Regions from separate parts of the Hordeum vulgare genome. Here region 1 is linked to region 2. A link is a contact called in public Hi-C data. All regions are on one chromosome and are shown on one strand. The core of a region is the stretch at or near the end of the contact, and the rest is flanking DNA. Distances in the headings are between cores, read along the strand shown. Region 1 holds the start of LOC123437326 (tobamovirus multiplication protein 3-like). Region 2 has its middle 20 kb from the start of LOC123423078.

Region 1 (4,502 bases), core at 904-3,403, 640 kb before region 2:
TACCTAGTCGTAGTCGCTTGGTGAGGACGGTCGTGTGTGTGTGTGTGTGTGTGTGTGTGTGTGTGTGTGTGTGTGTCCCTCCTTTCTGGAGGTTGTACCCCCGATGTCTTCTTCCTGTTCAATGCAATGAAACGCAAATTCTTTTGCGTTTTCTCGAAAAAAGGATACTGCGTACCATTGCCTGATTTCTAGAAAGTATATAGGTAATCAAGGGCAAACAAAACTAATGTGGTGTTCTATAGGACAGGCTCCAGGGAGCCCTTTTTGAAGAAAAAAATCAAAATATATTTAGAAGTTTCAGATTTTTTTTCTATAACTATACATGTTCTCTATGTATCTGTAAAGTTTCATTAAATAATACGATTATTTGCAGGCTGCACAAAAAGACAAAAAACTGGCCCAAATACAACAAAGAAAAGGCCCATTTTAATCTATGTATTTGTCCTTTTTGTGTACATTACATATAAACATGTATGTTCATGAAATTCTGTACGTATATACTACACATATATGCTTATGTGTATACTTTTTTCAGATTTTATTTAGATGTAGAAAATGTATTTTCGATGTAAAAAATAACGAGCTCCCTGGAGCCTTGCAACCATATGCACTTTCCGGAACAGAACAGAATATATAATCTCGTAAAAAAGGAATATATTAAATATGTATAACTAATTAACTATCACTTATGGTCATAGCAACAAAACAGGTACAAGGCTAATTTGATTGGTCGTAGCCACATAGGTCCCACTCCTAGGCATCTAAAGCAATTTGGAAGCATCACAGGCTCACAGGTACTGAGATGTAGTCAATGTCCAGATATTCACCCCTACATGCCAGCATAACATAATCTTTGCATCATTTATATTTCCAGGCAGACATCAGTGCAAAGATTCACACATGAGCTAACTGAGTCAGGTCATTTGTGTTACTAGTGTAATGAGAAATTTCATGTATACTAAGTTACCTGAATTGCGTACACCACCCCATTGATCCAATAGAAAGTTGGCCTAAGTCCATCAGTCGACATCGCACGGGCCTAGCAAACAACTTCACAAATTAACAGGTGCAACGACAATGAGGAACATCACAAGAAACTATGAAACACAAGCTGGTCTAGCACCTGATAGTAAATCTCGGCCCAGAATAGCACCAAAAGCGCGTATGTAGTGAAGAACGCAAGCCCAGGCATATCAAGAATCACATGTTGAAGTATCTGTGATGCCGCATTGCTTAAACCATTACCCCCAATCAATGGAAACACCAATATATTCATCAAATCAGGCACAAACCTCTGGTTGTATCAGCTGCACGTTTCGCCGCAGCACAAACACGATGGACCGCACTGCAAACACAACTAGAAGGATCAAGCGACGAAACGAAACAACTAAACACAAGCAAGGCGAACCAATGAAACAGGACAAATGTGTTACCCACCGCCATTCACAACGAAGTTAAGGAAATGGAACACCTTCTGCGTCGTCCACCCGTACTCGGGCACCCTACACTCGATTCTGATCAATTGGACCTACAACAAATATTGGAGGTCCACGAATTTAAATTCAATTTGCAACAATTCATGACCCAGCCTCACGATTCGTTGCGGAATCCCCAAGTTTGGAACCAAGCACGCACGGATCAAGCCAACCCGCGCAATCGAGGGCACGGGCTCACGCAATCACAGAATCGGCCCAGGACGTGACAGATCGGAAGGCGTTTCGGGTCAGGCGGGAGGGCCGACTTACAAGCGCGACGACGGAGACGATGCCGTAGAGCACGGCGAGGGCGTGGAAGATGCGGTCCTGCCACATCGGCGAGTCGTTCACGTCTTTCCACCAGTCCACCGCGCCGGTCATCGCCGCCGCGGCCACGGCCGACGAGGCCGCCGCGGCGTCCACCGCAAACAACCGCCCCATCCCGCGCGCCCTCCCGTGGCGACAACGAGGCCAGGCGGCGACGCCCGCAGATTCGAAGGGGGGCGGATGGCGACGCGGCGGGCGGAGGAGGAGGAGGAAGGCGACGCGAGCTCGTCTCCAGGGGATTCGAAACCGAAATGAAAGAAATGGATTTGGGGGGGGCTTCGGTTTCGCTCGCGTTGCGTGGAGGCCAGGTGAAAGGAGAAAGAAGGTTCGAGGCGAGCCTCTCCTCCGGCTTCGTGCTCCGCGGGTGGTCAGGGTGACCGGGTGGTGAGCCGATGCAGGGTAGGCGGATCAGAACACGTGGACAGCGAGCGACTCCGTCCCTGGAGCTGGTCCGTGGTGGACCACACGGACGAGGGGGCAGGACGCGGCGGCCGGTGTATGGACCTAGCGCAGTGGTCGTCTATCAGAAGCGGGCTTTGGTCCAGCACGGCGCGCCGGTTGAATGAGGTGGCGCGGTGGGACAGTGCATGGATTGTACAATTCCGATCTTCTTTTGGCTTTGCCCGTGTTCTGTGCTTACGCTGAGCGAGTCAGAACATCCGGGTCAGGTAAGGTAGGGAGAAAGAAGAGGGACATGGTATTGTCGACATACTAATAAATACTGACAACGAAACACTTGTCTTTTATCCATCTATATATATACAACTACTACTAAACGCAATGAATTATTTAACCTGAAATTGTCGAGGACTCGGGTTGGACTCGACAGTAGGCGAGCTTCGAGACCTGATTAGGTCTTACAACCCAGCGATGGTGTTTTTATGTGAGACTAAAAAGAATGATGCGGCCATGGAGAAGGTGATGTGGAGAATGGGTTTCAGATGTGGGGTGGCGGTGGCTTGTCAGGGTAGGAGTGGTGGGCTAGCTCTATGGTGGAGAGATCACATTCAAGTGACGGTTAGACCATGGTGTCAATACTTCATCGATGCTGAAATGAAGTGGGATGGCAAGACCTGTAGATTCACTGGTTTCTATGGGGAGCCGCGGACAGAGTTGCGGAAGCGATCATGGGATACCCTCTGATATTTGCGCGCACATGATGACCTCCCCTGGAACTGTGCGGGGGACTTCAATGAAGCTCTTTTCCATTCAGATCAACAAGGTGGTAACAGGAGGAGTTTTCACCAGATGGAGGACTTCCGGAACTGCCTGGCCGACTGCGGCCTTGTGGACCTTGGTTACTCCGGCTATCCTTTCACATGGGACAACAGGAGGGAGGCAGATGACAACGTTCAGGTACGTCTGGACAGAGCTACCTGTAATGATGGTTTTGCTCAGTTGTTTCCAGAAACGGTGGTGGAACATATCATGACCGAGGAATCAGACCATCAAACTCTGGTGATCAGGGCGTTGGAGACTGCTCCAACCCTGCACCCGAGGGGGAGTAGACCTTTCTTCTTTGAAGAGGCTTGGACAAGACACGAGAAATACGACGACATGGTGGCGGAAGCCTGGGATGCGTCGGACAGGGGAAATCAAGGGGTGCGGGCCCTATGCAGTAGACTCGGATATATTTCAGGTAATATGAGAAGGTGGGCTCGAGAGGTTTTTGGCTCAATCAGGCGTCAGATAGCTAATCTGAAGAAAGATCTTGTGGCGACGAAAGAGAAAGCTGTCATTATTGGGACCTCCATGGAAGCAAGAAGGATTGAAGAACAACTGAGGGAGATCTATGAGAGGGAAGAGATCATGTACCGTCAAAGATCGAGGGTGGACTGGCTCAAAACAGGTGACCTAAACACCAAGTATTTTCAGAGTAGGCCTCACACAGAAAGAGGAAAAACACTATCCGGGGTCTCCTAAGAGAGGATGGCACGAGGTGCATGGTCGACGAGGAAATGCGAGAGATGGCAGCAGGCTACTATGAGAAACTTTTTGCCTCAGAGGGCTCATCTGAAGCAGAAACACTATTAAACGACATCGCTCCAGCTGTGTTAGAGGAGATGAATGGTCAGCTTACCAAAACTATTTCAGATGAGGAGATAGAGAAGGCGTTGTTTCAAATGGGGCCGACAAAGGCGCCTGGGCCGGATGGACTGCCTGCTTTGTTCTATCAACGACACTGGTCGTTCATCCGTGATGATGTATGATGTGTTGTGCGTGATTTTCTGTGTGGAGAGGCAGCACCGGATTCTTTCAATGACACGGTCATTGTTATGTTCCCAAAAGTTAACTCACCGGAGTTACTTTCACAATTTCGCCCAATTAACTTGTGCAACGTCCTATACAAGATAGCTATGAAGGTGTTGGCGAATAGATTGAAATGCATTCTACCGGTTCTTATTTCTAAGGAGCAAAGTGTGTTTGTCCCAGGACGCTTAATAACGGACAATGTGTTGGTGGCATATGATACGTCTCCGTCGTATCTACTTTTCCGAACTCTTTTGCCCTTGTTTTGGACTCTAATTTGCATGATTTGAATGGAACTAACCCGGACTAACGTTGTTTTCGGCAGAATTGCCATGGTGTTGTTTATGCGTAGAAATAAAAGTTCTCAGAATGACCTGAAAATTTACGGAGAATTTTTCTGGAATTTATGAAAAATACTGGCGCAAGAATCAGCGGAGGAAGTGGAGCCAT
Region 2 (4,344 bases), core at 1,828-4,327:
CTGCATATTGTTATCCAATGGAACCTAGAGAGATCAGTATATGCAATTTTCATAACCTTTGGATCAAAGAAAGCCTCAAAACTTACCAATGAAAAATTGTTTCACTACAACTAAAGAGAAATTAATCTTTGTAGGATTCCAATATTGTAACATATTGCTATCGTATGCAATTTTCATATCCTATGAATTGATCAACAAACCCTCAATTAACTATATATCCAATGGAACATATATATAAACTGCATACTGCTATCCAATGGAACCTAGGAAGATCAATATATGCAATTTTCATAACCTTGGATCAAAGAACGCCTCAAAACTTACCACTGGAAAATTGTTTCACTACAACTAATTAAAGAGAAATTGATCTTATATAGGATTCCAATGTTGTAACCCATATTGCTATCCTATGCAATTTTCATATCCTATGAATTGATTAAGAAACCCTGAATTAACTATCCAATGGAACGTATATAGAAACTCCGTATTGCTATCAAATGGAACCTAGAGAAGATCAATACATGCAATTTTTATAACCTTGGATCAAAGAAAGCCTCAAAACTTACCTCGCCCATTGGAAGATCAAGACATGCTGTTTGAAACACATCTGGATGACCACAACATCTTGTTGGTCGGCCATGTCTCCAGATCAAGCCCCAAGAACACCTCACGCTCCAGCACGGCGTCAACCCACGCCTGGAACCGTCCAAGAAAATTTGGCACCGTCGAGCTCTCGTTTGTGTACCCGACCCTGAGTTGGGTCGTCCCATGTGCGTGCACCATTCTGGTTTCATATGTCATGGTGGAAGAAGAATGGAAAAAGAGAGGGGAAGAAGAGAGGAAGAAGAAGAACAGAGGAGATCGCTAGAGGAGAAGAACAGAGAATGGCGATAGACTTTGCTTCGGTTGTAATTTTCATCACTCGAAACGACGCGGGAGGGCGAAACATTTGGACCTTTAGTCCCGGGTTGGACGACAAACCGACACTAAAGGGGTGATTCGAAGGGCCGCCACCCCGGTTTGATCCACCAACCGGGACTAAAGGAGGATACGAACGGTTGTACAAACGCCCGCCACCACACCTTAGTCCCGGTTTGATCCACAAACCGGTACTAAAGGGAATACGAACGATTGCCAGCCTACTAGTCCCAATTTTTGACTGGAACCGAGACAAAAGGGGTGAGACGAACCGGGACCAATGGCCCACGATGCCAGGCCGGCGCCCTGGCCTCACGATTCGGGACCAATGTCACCATAGGTCCCGGTTCGTATGTGAACCGGGACTAATAGGATTTTAGGACCTGGACCAAAGCCATCTTTTCTACTCGTGCACAGGGCTGGCCCTGTGCATGTGCCACAAGTGAGGCTGCACTGGCCCCCAAGGATCAGGGGCCCCTTAGCGGGTACGTTTGTGTATGAGTGATTAACTAGTAGAATTAGTAATTTCCTAAAAAACTAGAATTACTAATTAACCCATTATCAAAGGCCCAATCGTGAGATGTACGGGCGTCGTGCGCATATCCAATCGAGGGCAGGAGCCAACATCTCAACGCCTCAACTGACACCTACGGCGGCACGCTGCTTCGTTATTCTCTACACCTCTTTCATTTTTCCCAATTTTAGGGCTTGTTTGGGACTGCTCTACTTCACCAAAATCAGTTTCACTTTATAAAATTCACTTCGGAGCAGTTTCATACGAAAGTTATAACACTATCAACAAAATGTTTGGCTTCCATTTAGCTCCAGCTTCAAGAATAGAAAATTTGATAAAAAGAATCTATTTGATTGGTTGAGGAGGCATAAGTGAAGGGGCATCCACTTACTGGTGGCAGTGGTGGGTAATTTTCCCCCAACTCCAGCTTCTAGAGTTTTTTGAAGCACCATGTCAAGAGCTTCATTAAAACTTTGAAGTTGTACTCCACATTCTAGTTTTTTTGCGGAGCGGCATATTGTGGAGCTACCCCGTTTGGCTTGTGTTTTCTGGAGTAGAGCTGAATTTTAAGGAGCAGAGCAGTCCCAAACATGCTCTTAAGCTCCCGTTAGTGGCGACCCGATCCAATCTCCCATGTAATTTCCAACCGCTTGGATCAATTAAAGGACGACGACGCCTTATTAGGTGGATTCCCAACGAATTCCTACTTTATTTACAACGGTTAATAGAAATCCCCTTTATATACCCATACAACTTCCTTTGATTGACTCATGTTTTGTTTTTTCCCTCATGCTTGATCCACTGTCTATGTCGCGCCCAAACTACCCACGAAGTTGTGAAGGGGATTTCGTTCGCGTGGGGATCGGAGTAGACGAGTAGTCCATTCGGCAACAAGCAGGTCCTACTACCACCATTCTTCGGGTCTTCACACTTCAGTTTGTAGGTGCTTTCAATCCAATTCTTTTGCCTTAGCTTTTGACAAGTGTACTATTTGTTTGCTAAGACGTCATCTAGAAATATATTCGGGGGTGATAAATGAAAAAGAAAAAAAAACTGATGAATTAAAAGTGTTAAGGATATATATTAGGTATCAAGCTCCTCAATTAAGACCAGCTTTGTTTGAACTATCTAACTATGATGACGATGCAAAGACGAAGTGATGCAAAAAAGTTTGTATGATGCAAAAAAGCTTCTCAAAATACTAGAAGAAGTTTTCTTATGTGATTTGCATTTCATCTTTTGCAGTGATGGGATCGAGGATGTGTCATAATCTGTAATCAACAAAGTATTATATATATTAACTTTGTAATAAAAAATGCATGATTAACTATTTCAATACATATTTTATGTGCATGGGGCCCTCTCTTTGGTCTTGCACAGGCCCTTGATATGACAGGACCGGTCCTGGAATACAATACATGCGTTCTTTTGTGAGGGAAGGATATACATGTTTTTCCCGCAAAAAAATTTATCTTTTTTCTTTCCCTACTCTTTTAGAAACTTTTTCTTGTCCTACGTGAAATGTGTCTGTTAGCGTGAAAGGTTTTAGTAGAGGCACAACTTGAGCTTAAAGCCATGGCGTTAACCACAGAGGGTTCTCTTGCGTAGAGGAACGCCATAGTGTGGAAGATCCAGTTAGAGAGCATAAACGCTATCTATCGCCCGTTGCGACAATTAAGCTTCCGATCGCTCAGTAACGTAAAAGATAGCCCGACTGATCAGGAAAACGAGCGAGTCAACCATTATGACTGGTTTTAGAAACCTTCTGTAAAGTTGCAGACCAGTTTTAGAAACCTTCTAAAAGGTTATTGACCCATTTGTTTCATCATTTCTTTGTTTGTAATTTTTTATTTTTTATTTTATTTTCCAGTTTAATTTAATTCATAAGTAAAAAACAAAATCAGAAAAAAACAGTTTATATTTCCAAAAAAAAATTTGTTTCTACAAAAATCATGAAGTTAAAAATAATGGCAATTTCAAATAATTTACATCGATTTAGAAATGTTTTTATATTCTCCAAAAATTGTTCATAATTTCTCAAAAAATATTTGCCAACATTTTTTTACTCTTTTGAATTCCTTGTTTTTTCAATTCACTTTTTTTTGTAAATTTAGAAAAGGTTATTCTAAATCATGGCCTTGTGTTAAAAAACTAATATGAAGAAAACTGATTAAAAAACGAGAAATACAGAGAAAACCAAATATGATGTAGAAATAAAAAACCAAGGTAAACAAAGGATAGCAGAGGAAATCGATGAAAACCAAGTAATATGTGGGAAAAAATCGATGAAAAAAAAACAGAAAATAAAAGGAACTGAAATAAAAACTAAACTGAGCGAGCAAACTACAACGGTGTACTAGCGAGTGAATGCGTTGATGGTCTTGTCCCGGTTGCCATAGGCAATTCCCAATAGGAATAGGTACTGGCGAGATATAGCCCTGGCACAAATTGTCGACCGAAGGCCTCCAACAAAGTGTGCAGCATAGTTTTTTTATAGCTTTCTACAGGTTTTGGTAATCTTCTAATAGGTTTATAAAACGTTTTTATCTACTCGGTTTCTCTTACTTGTTTTTTGTTTTTCCGTATATATGTTTTGGTTTCCTTTTTGATTCTTTTTATCTATTTCTTTTGCTTACCTTTTCATAAATTCAAAATTTGTTCAAATTTTAAAAATCACGTTTTTATATTTTATTCATATTTTAGAAAAAGATATTAGTTTTTTAGAACATGTTCGGAATTTTGAAGAAAAAATAGTTTTTTAATCAATGTACAGAATTTCAAATTTTCTTTGGGATTCAAAATTTGTTTTCATTTTTCAAAATATTCTCATGTTTCAAAAATTGTTCGTATTTTTTCAAAAAAGTTCAAAATTAAAAAAATGATATTGTATTACAAAAAAAATGTTCACGTTG

What was found. A called contact is a pair of places that touch in the nucleus more often than the background predicts.
Region 1: a contact with region 2 is called in a Hi-C map of seedling, with 4 times the contacts expected there. The contact joins the promoter of LOC123437326 here to the enhancer-like site in region 2. A contact is called at or near these places in 2 of 6 Hi-C or Micro-C datasets (leaf and seedling).

What each region holds. Positions count from the first base shown.
Region 1 is chr1H:363,703,794-363,708,295 of MorexV3_pseudomolecules_assembly, reverse strand. It overlaps LOC123437326 (tobamovirus multiplication protein 3-like), which reads right to left and starts at 2,153. Exons shown (of 11, transcript XM_045115701.1): 1 at 1,746-2,153; 2 at 1,438-1,528; 3 at 1,293-1,345; 4 at 1,124-1,216; 5 at 968-1,039. The coding sequence starts at 1,916.
Region 2 is chr1H:363,060,079-363,064,422 of MorexV3_pseudomolecules_assembly, reverse strand. No RefSeq gene overlaps it. Among protein-coding and RNA genes, the nearest start is that of LOC123423078, 20 kb to the left of the region's middle. Within about 2 kb of position 3,077, at least 2 of the 3 cell types and tissues checked have open chromatin away from gene starts, as enhancers often do. A contact at or near this core is called in seedling, where this site is marked.